Regions from separate parts of the Zea mays genome. Here region 2 is linked to region 1. A link is a contact called in public Hi-C data. All regions are on one chromosome and are shown on one strand. The core of a region is the stretch at or near the end of the contact, and the rest is flanking DNA. Distances in the headings are between cores, read along the strand shown. Region 1 holds the start of LOC100280549 (ubiquitin-conjugating enzyme E2 W). Region 2 holds the start of LOC100274317 (benzoxazinone synthesis 9).

The links. Hi-C and Micro-C count contacts between places; a contact is called where the count stands out from the background.
Region 2: a contact with region 1 is called in a Hi-C map of leaf, with 4 times the contacts expected there. The contact joins the promoter of LOC100274317 here to the promoter of LOC100280549 in region 1. A contact is called at or near these places in 4 of 25 Hi-C or Micro-C datasets (bundle sheath, ear, leaf and 1 more) and 2 of 3 datasets of contacts at active chromatin or transcription factors (leaf and seedling).

Annotation. Positions count from the first base shown.
Region 1 is chr1:184,102,199-184,108,897 of Zm-B73-REFERENCE-NAM-5.0, reverse strand. LOC100280549 (ubiquitin-conjugating enzyme E2 W) reads left to right here and starts at 3,600. Exons shown (of 6, transcript NM_001153468.1): 1 at 3,600-3,724; 2 at 3,841-3,944; 3 at 4,218-4,320; 4 at 4,420-4,483. The coding sequence starts at 3,695.
Region 2 is chr1:184,387,147-184,394,654 of Zm-B73-REFERENCE-NAM-5.0, reverse strand. LOC100274317 (benzoxazinone synthesis 9) reads right to left here and starts at 2,976. Exons shown (of 2, transcript NM_001148680.1): 1 at 2,445-2,976; 2 at 1,194-2,350. The coding sequence starts at 2,928. The coding sequence ends at 1,446. LOC109943471 reads left to right here and starts at 5,146. Exons shown (of 2, transcript XM_020546554.1): 1 at 5,146-6,001; 2 at 6,365-7,500. The coding sequence starts at 6,376. The coding sequence ends at 7,278.

The DNA.
Region 1 (6,699 bases), core at 2,351-4,850:
CTTCTTTCTGGTTCATATATAGCTGAAGGCAACACCCAATGAGGTTGTGGGCCTATAAAACAGGTTTCCCAAGAGTTTAAGTATATGCTGAAGAAAACCAACACAAACCAACCAACTATTGGCTCAAATACAATGATAAAACACTACACTAAAGCTAAGTACACTAAAGTGCATTAGAGTTTAAGTACATGATGAAGAATTTCTATTTTGGTGAAATTCTGCATGTACCATGGAATAGTCCTTGAAATCCATAGATGACATTGCTTGTGTCAATGACACGTGGGGGCGGGATGCACCTGTCATTTACAGGTGTAGTTGCATATATGAATTCAGAAATTATTTGATAGCATATATGGAATCCAAGGAACTAACACTCTGCGCCTTATAGTTTGTAATGGTTCACTTTCCTATTTCTTTCTGTTTCCCGAAGTGGGAAAGTGGGTCAAACACATTGGGCCAGTGTGCTGATGGAATTTTGGTGTTGGGTCAACTTACACCAGGAGACGGCGGAACTGGCAGATAGTTTGAACGAGACATGCAACTGATAGCAAGTCACAGCTCACACGTTTTCAGGGCAAGCTGGTGAGGATGTAAAACTGCCGACTGAATCACTGGCACAAAAGGCCCACAAACAAGACAATTTAACCAGTTTCATGGTGACATACAATGAAGACACCCAAGGTATGGTGTATGTGTGTGTGGGAGAGTAGTCGCTACCACCGCGAGACGAGGGAGGGGGAGAGGAGAGGATATACATGTCCAAGAAGCACACAACCCTCGAGCCCATCTGCTGACTGAATATCAAAAAATTACAAATGCAGTTGCATGCAATTTTGAAAAAAATGGTAACATGATGATTCGCTAAACAAGAAATTGCAACAAACATGATATACATGAACATGACTTATATAGAAAAGCACTTCCAATAAAACTTTGTGGATCGCAGGGCCTGATAAAACTCAAAAGGTTCAAAAATGTACTCTATGTTCCAAATCGTAAGTCGTTGTCTTTTCAAGGTTCATAGATTTTGTTATGCAGCTAAATATGCACTATGTCTAGATACATAGTAAAACAGTTGTGGCTTATAAATATGGCAAGCTTGCTCCTAAAATGGGTGCAATCCTCAAACAGCAAGTAAAAAAACGCAACTCCTATGCAAGTATAAAATCCCTTCTCTCCAACCTTGTAGCTCCTATGCAGAACCACTAAAAGAATGATAAGAAAATTGATTCTGAAAAAATGACTCTTCAATATAAAACCATATCAAACTAACATTTAAGTTTATGGTCCATTGCAATATGTGAGAGCCCCTAACTTACTCTTAAAAGGAAATCAAGGTAAGTCAGAGGAGCAGTAACAAAATAAATACATTCATCTTCATTGAGAAGATCATTAGCAGGCTCCACTTCTTCGATGCACTGATAGCATAAAAGTTCATTTTCTATACTACCATACTTCCTAGGCTCCTCATATATAGCCCTATAGAGAAATAGGTAATAGATTACTCAAAATCATTAAAAAACTCACCCTAATTACTCATTCAAAAAGGAACAATAATAAAAATATCCACACGATAAACAACGACAGGATGTAATGATCATATATTCTGACAAAACAAGCAGAATTACACAAACCTCGTATTCTTGAAATTTATTATTATGGCATCTATATTCTTGTCTTGCTCAGAAAACAAAGCACCTTTCATATATGAAGCATATGCCTGAGAAACAATTGCATTTTGGTGAAAATATTTTAGATTTGTCTTCAAAATAGTTCAAATACTATTAAAAATACAGTTGATAGAAAGTGAAAGAAAATATACGTCAGCTTCTAGAGATTTCCTAGAATCTCCTTTTACAAAACATAATTGTGAAAAGTGACGCCCATTTAACTGCTTTCCGAAATCGACCAGACATGTAGATACACTGTTTTTGCATTTGTACCAGAAGTTTTCTTCTCGATGGCATGACTCCATGCTCGCTCGGCCATATAAAACACTACATGGAGAAACCTGCTCTCACATGTTAAATTGCTTCATGAAGTCCTCTCTAGGTTCAAACAAATTGTAATAGTCCTTGCTCAAAACATCAGACAAGGTTTATATAAGACTGCAAAGAGAATTATGAAGAAAAGCAACATGCTATATAGCATATTATCAGCAGAAGGGACCACACCTCACATTTGTGACTATTGACTCGGTTATATTCCTTTTGTTATATTTACCTCGGCCATGCAAAAACTTGAGAGACTTGTACAACCTTCCAAGTCGTGCAGAACAGTATCGCCTGCAGACAGAGAGGCAAAGGCAGACACACCAATGAGGTAATGACAAAGGACCCCCATTCTAACTGATAGCAGAAAGCGTGATAGAAAACGAAAAAGCATAAACAGGCCAAAAGTTTGAAACAAAATTTCAAGATTTCCTGTGGGGTACCGGTACAAATGCATAGAATTGGATCGCATTGTACAACAATTCATAGTGATAATACTTGAACACAATTCGACCTTTAGGTTCGAGAATGACATCCTCCAGATCGGCATTGGGCACGGGCGGTGGCGTCGATGCTGGCTCCACCCATGGGAACGATCGGCGGCTCGAGGAAGTCGGGCACGAGCGGGGACGCCCGAAGCGCGGTTGGCAGTGGGTGCGGCGTGGGACCCTACCTGCTCAGCTCCGCAACGCAGTTGGCGCAACACGCGTTGGTGCCACCACGAGGAGGCGGCGCGAGGAGGAGGCACGCGGCGCCGACGGCCTAAGACCAACTCCAGCAGCCTCCGTATGTGGCTCCGTATCTCCTTTTTGCACTGCGCAGCACACTATTTATCAGTCCAGCGGACTCCGTATCCGTCACCCTAAAAAGCACGCCGTGTACGGAGGCTCCCCTTCGCCACGTCTTCTCTCTCCTCTCCGCACAAGTCTGAGAAATGGTGCAATTAAAAGCCTGTGCTCGCGGGACCCAGCTGTCATAGTCTGCATGCATGTGAATAGGGAGTGTAAATACGGAGCGTTCCTGCAAACCACCCTTCATACGTACCTCCGTATCCACGCCTGCCACTCCGTAGGATACGGATTCGGAGCCAGCACTGCTGGAGTTGGTCTAAGGCGTCGCCATTTCGGGGAGGGAGTCGAGCGCTAGAGAGTCATGCGACACGGGGGCATGAAAGAGAGGGGAGCATTTGAGAGAGATGAGGAGGACGTGAGCGGTTGAGTGGAGGCGTCCACCATGGAGGTGGCGGCTGCGAGCAGAGGGGTTAGGGATCGGGATAGAGTAGAAGCGGATTGGCAGAAGACGTAGAGCGATTGCTGCGTTGCGACTTGCGAGCGAGCATCGTTCGAGGGGAGACGGACGGAGACACTAACGGGAAGACGAACGGAGACACTAACGCAGGGGCCCATCATCCACGATCGAGGTGGGCAGAACACGGGAGGTAGAATCGGAGGGAGGTAGAATCGGAGACAGACTACTCTTACAGTCTTAATAATTAGTAGGGATTTGATGAACGCAGAAAAATAAAAGAATAATAAAGAAAAGAAAAAAAACGGAAGCATCCAAGTCTGAAATCGATATAAAAGAGGATGAATAGCAGACTGCGCCGCGGTTTCGTTCCTTCTCCTTGGCCTTCGTCTCCGCCTTCCGACTTCCTCTAGAATTCGATTCCCTTTCCCAAGAAACCAAGAACCCAGCCCCCCACCATGACGAGCTCCTCCTCTCCTTCCAGAAAGGTACGTGCTCTCCTCCCCCCCAATCCATCGGATTCGCCGCCCGGGGAGCGCCCAGGCGGTTGGTTTTCCGTCCCGATTCGGCTAACAATTCGATCGATCCCTTTTCGCCTGTGCAGGCGCTGAGCAAGATCGCTTGCAATCGGCTGCAGAAAGAGCTCGCCGAGTGGCAGCAAAACCCCCCCGTCGGGTTCAAGCACAAGGTCTCCGATAACCTCCAAAGGTGCCGCCTTTCTCATCGTATCCCTCCCGCCCTCCCTGCAATTCCTCATTTTTGTTGTGTTTGTCTTTTCTTTTTCGTATTTATGTGGGTATTTTTTTTCTTTAGCCTTGTTGCCGTCATCTAGTTGGGTGGGTTCAACCGTTCAAGAACCCTCTTCTTCTGTTGATATTTGCTCTTGATATCTAGGGCTTTTCTTTGATCTCAGTCGTTCTCTGTGGAGGTGGATTTGGACTACCTGCCTGATAGGATAATTCTCTCTGGATAACTGAACAGGTGGGTAATTGAGGTCACCGGAGCGGCGGGCACCCTTTACGCCGGCGAGGCTTACCAGTTGCAGGTTGACTTCCCTGAGCATTATCCTATGGAGGCACCTCAGGTCTGGTTTTCTCGACAAAGATTGCACCTTTAGTCGATTGTTTGTCTTCTCATTTCTTCTGTTCCTTCCATTTCATTTGATTGGACTCATCTTTTCCAGGTCATTTTTCTCAATCCAGCGCCAATGCATCCACACATTTACAGCAACGGGCACATCTGCTTAGGTAAAACTGCTTCCTAGCCATCTTGTCTGATGGAGAACATTTGCACATGACTCCATGTTTGATAATGCTTTTCATTAGCTTTGTGGCGGTGGCCTAATGGGAATGTTCTTTGCCTGACCTAATAATGTTCCATCTAGCTGTCAGTTAGGTGCTAAGATTCTATTTGTTAGAAGAAAGTTGCCAACTTAACCAATTGTGCTTTTATAGTGCTATTTAGTAGGCTCACGACTGAGATGCCTCAACACACATTTCCTTTTGTTACTAAAAGGATCTTGATTGGATTGCCATATGTGTGTGAAATTGCTATGTTCAGGAGTTCTGTATTTGGCCTTCTAAAGTTATCTTAATGCCTGGATGCTGGTGGCTTGTCCAGTTGTTCTTTTATCATGCTCATATCATATTACGCCTATGCATCTGTACCACCTAGTGATTAGCACAATAGTGGCTAAAGTCCCAGCTAGTCATTAGCACAATAGTGGCTAAAGTCCCAGCTAGTCATTAGCACAATAGTGGCTAAATTCCCAGCTAGTCGTTAGCACAATAGTAGCTAAAGTCTTGTTTTGTATCTATCCTTACATCATGAGTTATAACTTCTTTTAACAACCTCATGATCTTTCTTGCCTCTGAAATTGATTAGGGTTTGATAAAATCGTGTTGTAGGGGTTTTCCCTACAGCCTTTCCCTTAAAAATGATTACTTGAGGTGTCTAGATGCTACTCTTGTTTATGACTTCACGCATTGTTGTCTGTCAGTTTGTTAGATTTGTGAGTTGTGATAATTGTGTATTATTGGAAAATTGTTGCTAAATCTCCTTTTTCTTGGTTATTTATTGGAGAATATATTCCATCTTATCTCATATTAACCCGTAGAAAAAATTCCTATTAGCATACTGTTATAGTACTATGCATGTGTGCATAAAAAACAACCTTTTTATTTCGCGCCAAATGTTTTTTTTTTTTGTCATGTTCCTTGATGACAGTAGAGAGTTCTAAACATGAAGAAAAAGTAAAGTCAGAATTTTCAGTACCTTCTTTAAAAAGTCATTTGAGCATCCAGTTATGACTATGAGTTATGAGCCTGGATATGAATATCTAATTGTGCAGATGTAGGCAGAACGCAGAATGTAGCAGGGGATAATGTGTTAGGTAGGGAAGCATGTTAGGTTGGCTGGCCATTGCAGCCGTCTTCAGCAAATTAACTTATTGGAAAGTTTGTGACAGACTAACATCTTAATGTGAAGATATAGTTTGAGAATTAATTACAGAACACTTCTTTAGTTTACTTCTAACTATTATATGGCTTGAATCCTTGTTATTCAGGTTCCATCGTTACTTACATTCTATGAAAGCAGATGCTAGTACATTGGGGAATAAATGAACAGTTATTCATAATTTCATATAAAACACTTCAAGTAACTATGTGAAAAGGTTGTTTTTGGCATTATTCTTCTCATTTAACTATTTAATGTATCCACATAGGTTATGTCCTCGGTTCCTTGCTCTATGTATATATTGTTTCAAGTAATAGCAAGTCAAAGGGAACAAGATATGGTATACACATACACATATACTATTTCAATCCATCACATGCAGAGTGACCAGGCTGCATGTGAAATTAGATAGATTGTCTCATGGATGGACTTGTTTATTTGTTAGTAGGAGATTCTTATTCATCTGTTTCTGTGCTAAATGGTGTCATTTACTGTCTCATTTCTTATACAGATTGTAGCTACTAAATCTTAACTACAAGTTAGCTGTTGGTAATTGTAAGTGCAATCCTGAATATCAGTTCTCCATAATGGACTAATGGCATGCCCTGTATTGCTTATATCAATGTTTTCCCTCTTGTGCCCATAATTTCAATGATCGATCCAATAGTATGCGACTAAGCCATATATTTTCCCCACCGGTACTTAGTAGTTCTCTTGACATGCATGTCAGTCCTGTTATAGCTGCTATTGTAGAAAATGAGAATTATGAGCTTTGTCATTGGAGCCATCCCTCTTTACAACACTTCTAAACATCAACACCTAGATGTGAATGGAAATCTGTGCCTCTCAGCAGTGGTTGCTAAGTGACTCTTGCACAGTTTTCCTTTGTTATCTGTTATGTCAATAACCTACTCAGCTTTGCAAAATGCTCTAAAATTCCAGTTTAGTTGTCTGTTAAATATATACCTAGTGCCCTCTCTGAAGTGAGGTGAGAAACTTAAATACC
Region 2 (7,508 bases), core at 1,727-4,226, 290 kb before region 1:
ACATACAGAATAAGGACTCTCGTCCGAGTTAATCTGATCGCGGACCGTCCGACCTTTTCTGCTACTCGACATGCTAATAAAAAGCGATAATTGTAATTATACTCAGCTTTGTGATTTTAGCTTTCTGTTTTGAAAACAAAGTTGCCGTTTACCTATCTCTTTTAACACTATTAGTGAAAATTAAAATTAATGATTAAAAAATAAAAAAAAGATGCAATGTCATAATTGTAAGGTGGGAGAAGGCTACCGTTATAGATGTCCAAACAGTGCGGGCCGCCCGTTTGGCCCGTGGCACGACACGAATTTAGCCCGGTCCAAACACGGCCCGACACGGTCGGTTACGGGTCCGGGCCGGCACGGCCCGTTTAGCGGGCCGGGTATGGACAGATACGGCGGCCCGCGTGCTGTGGCCCGGCCCGGCCCGATAAATGGGTCGGCCCGACGGCGGCCCGCATATTTATATAAATACTAAATATGTAAATACATTTAATTCTCTCATAGTATATAAATACTAAATACGCGGCCAAACATATATAAAATGCATACATAAATATAAAATGCATACATAAATATTTTGTTGTCTTAATATATATAAATAATATGTTATTATATATGATTAATTCTGTTAAATATATGTATTTATATACCGTTCTACTGTTGGTTCGGGCCAGTGCCCGACCCGGTCCGTTGAGGCCCACCGGGCCAACGGGCCGGCCCGACACGATTTTTCCCTGTGCGTGCCGGGTTTGGGCATGTTTCTAGGCACGTGGGCCAGCTCGACCCGGCCCGAAGCATCAACGGGTCGTGCCTGGCCTGGCCCTGTTCGTATCGGGCCGAAACGGGTTCGGGCCGGGTCCGTGCCGGGTGGCCCGTTTGGACATCTATAGCTACCGTCACAAATGTCTCTAAGGCCGCGTTTGGTTTCCGCAGATTTTTAAAATCTGCATGTTCACGTTACCCAAGAAAACCCAACTATGGATTGATTCTACAGATTTTGTTTCTATGAGCGTAGAATCTAAGGCACAGAATAAACTCTGTTTGGATCCATAATATATTCTTAAAATCAGATTCTTAAAATCTACCGTAAACCAAACACGCCCTAATTTATTTGATGTGGATATATGTGTTTACGAATGTTGCGTCTTGCGTCAAATCTTTATATTAACATGAAAATGATGGCAATGGTACACCATGACACAAGTCTTGTTTTATTCCAACTCGCCGTCAAGAACATGAAAGTGAGCACAGTGGTACACCAAGAACACAAGTTTTCTGTTTTATTCTAAAACATGGCCAAGAACATGGAACTGATCGCACAATGATACACTAGAACACAACACCGTCAGGAACGTGAAAGTGAGCACAGACAGTGGTACAGTAGTAGGAAGACAAGTCGAGCACGATGGACAGAGTAGGCATCACCCAACAGATCGATCGTCATGAGCTCAGAAGGATTTTATGAGATCAACCAAATCGGTTAAATCCGTGCGGGGCGACGCAGTTTCGTCGACGTCGACGCCGATGCCGATGCCTTTGGCCGCAGCGATCTTGAATTCCTTCATCCTCTCCTTGATCTCCTCCCCTTCCTTGGTGCCAAAGAGCCTGTCGATGGCGGCCTTGACCTGGCCTCTCTCCAGCTGTTCCCCCACGAGCTCCGTGCCTACCTTCCACACGTCGCACACGTACCTCATGTTGCCGAACTGGTCCCCGTGCCGCGGGCAGCAGACCATGGGCACGCCCTCCGAGATGGCCTCGACGGTGGAGTTCCAGCCGTTGTGGGTGAGGAAGCCGCCGACGGCCGGGTGCGCGAGCACCTCCTCCTGCGGCGCCCAGGCGACGACGATGCCACGGCCGCGCACCTCGTCCTCCACCCCGTCGGGCAGCGCGCCGGACTCGAAGCCGCGGATGAGATTGGGCCTGACCACCCACACGAAGGGGCGCTTGCTGTCGGCGAGCCCCCACGCGAGCTCCACGAACTCGTGCGGGTCCATGGCGGCCATGCTCCCGAAGCTGACGTACAGCACGGAGCCCGGCTGCTGCGTGTCCAGCCACTGCAGGCAGCCCCGGTCCGCCTGCACCACCCCGTGCAGGCTGGCCGTGGCCGTCGGCACCAGCTTGTTGAGCGGGGCGACGGCGAACACCGGCACCGACAAGGCCTTGTGGATCTCGGCCAGCGTGTCTGTCTCGATCAGCGGGAAGGTGTTGAAGATGAGCCCCGAGGCGCGCCGCGCCGCTGTGACGGTGCGGGCCAGCAGTTCGGCGAACTCCTCCAGGTCGGACGTGTCGACCCGGAGCAGGTCTTTGACGAGGTACGGGGGTAGCTCGGGTACGGGATCCTCCTTGCGCTCCTCTGCAGGTATGTGATGATAAGCAAGTCTAATCTAGTCTCTCTCTGCTAATAACCTCGCCGACTACGATTGGATGGAAGACGGAGACGGACTCACCTTTCACCGGCAGGTAGCCCTTGTCGATCAAGGTGCGGTACGCCATGTAGTCGCGTAACGAGGCGGCGCTGGCCGTCATCATGCCGAGCGCGGGCACGCCGAGGTCGCTGGACGCCGTCAGCACGGCGTTCCAGCTGACGTCGGTGAAGACGCACCGGACGCTGTCCCTCCCCTCGGCGGCCAGCAGCGCCGAGAGGCGGGCCCTGAAGGGGGCGTCGCAGCTGGCGTTCAGCGTGGTGACGATGGCGGCGATGTCCTCGGACGCCAGCAGCTTCGGGTCCGCCTCCACGGTCACGGGCACGAAGCGGTAGTCGGCGGGGTAGTCGGCCGGGTCCAGGGCGCCGCTGTGGAAGACGGTAATCGCGAGGCCCCGGGCGTGCAGCGCGCGGGCCAGCCGCATCACCGGGTTGAAGTGGCCCTGGAATGGGAACGGGAAGACCACCACACGGCCGCCGGCTCCGGCTCCGGTGCGCGACGACGCCATGGCTGCCGAGTGTGGGCGAGCGAGGATTGCAGATGGAGATGGGGAGAGAGAAGCGGACGGACAGTGCTGCCTGTCGGTGTCCACTTGCCATATAGAGGGGAGAAAAGGACGGCGCGTGCGTGTTTCGCGAGAGGGGCGTGGGACCCACGATGTGTTAGTAATTTATTAGTGGGGGGAAGGGAGGCGCCGCAGACACGGTCGGGTGGTCCATTCCCACGTGCGGAGCGGTGACGTGTTACGTGTGACGCCGGGCCCGACCATAGTGGGCCCGCGTGTCATCGGCTGGGTGAGCTGGGTTGGTGGGCGCAGCAGTCTCGGGGCCAAACGGCGGGGAAAACAGGAACCGAGGCGGGGGTTTCGAGATCCCCAAACGTCAAAACGGGGCAGGAAGAGGGCACCGGTTTCTGCCAACCGGAGACGTAGGTGGGGCCCACGGGCCTTGCTACGGTCCACGCGGGGGTGTGAGTGTGACGCTGTCTAGCCTATGGCCGCACGCCACGTCAGCAGCGGCGGGGTCGGCTAGCGGATAACACCACAATTCTTTGGCTCCTCGGCCTGTGCCACTCCAACCCATTTTTTGCCACGTGGTCAGCCAGCACGCGCCTGACACCACACATATGGCTCCCTCACTTTTGGCTCCTTTTTTCCCTAGCCTCTTTGTTTGATATTATAATCTATTTAGATTATATAATCTAATTTATTTTAAACTAAGTATTATTTTCAAATAAGTCAGATCCAGTTTAAAATAAGTTAGATTATATAATCTAATTTTATTATAATTCTAAACAAACAGACCTGAGCAATCCTAATAAATGATGTAGACGGGTTACAGTACATACCACATCAAATTTATGGCGACGTGGAAAAAGATAAACGATGATATAATAAAAGTAAGATGCTCATTGGTAGCTAGCTAAGACCGTGTTTAGCAGTTCACCCATATAGTTACCCAAAACATTGGTTGGTACTGTTTTGCATTGTAGCAGAGTGGAGTTTGAATATAGATATGAGAGTAGTAAGCTACTGGAAATAGCCTAAGTGTCGGTTGCACGCGGACTCCAAGGCTCTCTATATGAGAGAGAGGTGGACCAAATATTAAATGTGTAACTTGTATTGTACGAGAGTTATTATATGAGTAGACTTTTAATTGGCCATATGTGACATGGCAACATTATATAACTCGTTGTAGGCTATATTATTAAACTTGCTCGTTAAGTAGGTTAGATACTTATGTGGAGGAGAGAAATGAGGAAAGAGAGGAGAAGCGGACTATAAATTTATAGCCGGTTTAGACAAAAAAACAAGAAAGTGGGGGTCATGTAGTATACAAGTGGGATGATATGTAGGCTGCAAAGGTCCTTATAGCCGACAGTTCGCTGTATTATTAAACTTGCTTTAACTAAAGTTTAGTCCACGTATCATTAGATGTTTGAATATCAATTATGAGTATTAAGTACAATCGAATTACAAAACCAACTACATAGATAAATATTAAACGATGAGACAAAGTTATTGAGCTTAATTAATACATGATTAGCAAATATTTACTGTAGCATGACACGATTTAATCATGAACTAATTAGACTTAGTAGTCTCGTCTTACCGTTTAATCATTATTTGCATAATTAGTTTTTATAATTAGACTATACGATCGAATCAAGAACTAATTAAACTTAATAGACTCGTTTTTACCGTTTAGACATTATATGTCATTATATGCGTAATTAGTTTTGTAACTATACTATATTTAATATCTCTAACTATTATTCAAACATCTGACGTGATAGGATTAAAACTTAGCCCCTCTGTCCAAACGGGCATCAAAATGTATATTATTCTAGAAGATATAGTTATTCCAATGTGTAATATCATATGTTATTTTATATTTTTTTCACAAAACAATTAAACGTTACATATGTACAAGAGTATAAATTGTGGATCACTTAGATGATTAAAAATTAATGGATATGATCTCGTACCTAAATAGTATCTCTTTGAAAATACTATTTTTTCCTCTTTCTTTTTTACTCACATACCATATTAACTTTTCATCGTACACAAAAGATATTAAATAGGTGTGATACTATGTGAATAGCCTTAGAGGGTGTTTGGTTTCTAGGGACTAATGTTTAGTCCCTTCATTTTATTCCTTTTTAGTGTATAAATTACTAAATATAGAAACTAAAATAAAGTTTTAGTTTCTATATTTAGCAATTTTGGAACTAAAATGGAATAAAATTTAGGGACTAAACATTAGTCCCTAGAAACCAAACACCCCTTTAGTTCTTCTTCATGGGAGGTTTTTTCTATATTTGGGTTTGGCTCTTCTTACTTTGAAACTAGCTTTTATTGGGACAGACCGGACCTGCGGCTTGACCGATAAGATCAGAGCACTGACCTGTCTGATCCGCTTAAAAAAAACCGTGATGAACCGATAAAAAAACATTGAACCCCGTTAGAAACAAACCGGGAAAACCGTTTTAAAAAGCCAGGCATCAGATGGCTAGTCGCTAGAGCCATCCACTAACCGAGAGAGATCGCGTATCGTTGAGGGATTATTTATTTGCTGCTCTTGGCTGAGGCATTGTCGGGGGCGCCACCGCCGCCGCACCCACACCACCATTACCACATGTGCTTGGAGATTCGAGTTTTACAGTGTAAAAATAATATTTTATATGATTGTACTCCCTCCAGTGCAGTAAAGGTAGTCGTTTAGGACATGATTGTGCATACCAAGGAGTGATTAATTATCATAGAGTTTTCCCTGTTTGCCCCTATTAAATAGGGATATGGGTGCATTAACGTCACTAAAACAATCAGGCTTGATTGGTTGCTGCAGCAGCTCCAAGGCATTCTAGACTGGAGGTCTCAAGTTCGATTCCTCTTAAATGCATCTTTTTTTGTGCAATTACTAGGGGCAACAACGTCCAAATTCCAGACCCACGCGCGCTATGACTTCTTTTTGTGCACGCGCAGGATGACTTCTTTTACTGCACCGGAGGGAGTATACATAATTTGGTGGACACAACCTAGCATGGGAAAATAACTGTTCCCCATGACAATGACACCCTCGGTAAGTGGGATAGAGAGGCAAGCTCCAATCTCCTCCTACCATATTCTTTAATTGTCACTAACCATTTTAATCTATTTAACCTGATAATAACATGTATTATTATATTATAAATAGTCTATAATTTTTTTAAACTTCATAAAAAATTATAGTATATATAAAAACCATATATATATATATATATATATATATATATATATATATATATATATACACATATATATATATATATATATATATATATATATATATATATATATATATGATGAATGGTCGGTTCTGCATGCACATTAAAAAAATGTTTAAAAAAATTAAACATTGATGTTCCTGCATATTTACATCCAAATTGCAACAAAAAAAATGCAGGTCTGTTCTGCATGCACATAATAAAGGCATTCACCCACCTCCAAGTCCAAAACATACCTGAAAAGTACATTCTGAAGCGATATACACGTAATGCAAGATCTGTGGTTCCGTGGGACCGGCACGATGTGAGTGTTGGTGGTCAAAATGAGACAGAGCAGTCAAGGTTGTCGAAGCTGCTGCCAAAGTTAATGCGACTGGGAAGAGCGGGAAGCAAATCTGATAGAGCATACACTGAAACTATCAGGCACATCGACATGATAACTCCTGGGATTGAGCTTCTACGAACATCGGAGATTGGTCCGATTGGTCCGGACGAAGCAACAAATACTGAGTTGCAGCAAGATGCAGAAGGACGGCGGAATATTGGTCCCATCGCACCAACACAACAAAGTTCTGACAACAATATAGAACCTGTTGTGATGCCAACTGGACCTACACCACCACCAGAATCGGGCCTCAATCCAGATTCTGCAAACTGCCTCACTGATCTAAGATTGACTGAACCGCCAGTGTCGCGCACGAAGGGTAGGAAGTCTGCCAGTGGGGCTAAATGTGCTAAAAATAGTGTGGAACCTGCTAATCCATACAACACATATAGTGGGGGTCAGGGCATAAGAGAGTGTCAAACCTGCCATGTTAGGGGGCACTATAGCACAACATGCCCTCAGAACCCAAACAGAAGCAGAGCGGTCGAGAACAAGGACAAAAAGAGAAGTGCGAAAACTGTAGGTTGGACTCCAAGAAAAAGAGGTCGCCCAACAATAAAAAAAGGACTAGATGGGAATCAAGATGAGGCACAGAGTGAGGGGGATGAGACACAGCAATCTGGATGCACTATGGCGGTGGAGGAGTCAGCAGCACACGCGGTGATTGCAAGAATTAGGAGGGCGACAACTTGCCATGTTAATTACTAGGACGAAAGTGATTAAGAATGACTATGAATCTGACTGAATCTCCAATGTAATATTTCAATTTTATCTTATTTTATAACTCTGTGTAAGTTAAACTCAATAATGACTGTGTGACTGTTCGGAAAACAGTGGACACACATGACCAACCAATTGCAACATCGTAGTTGCGCTGATTGCAACTGTATGTATACACTAAATAATACATGAATCTGTGTTATCTGTTTACGTCTCGA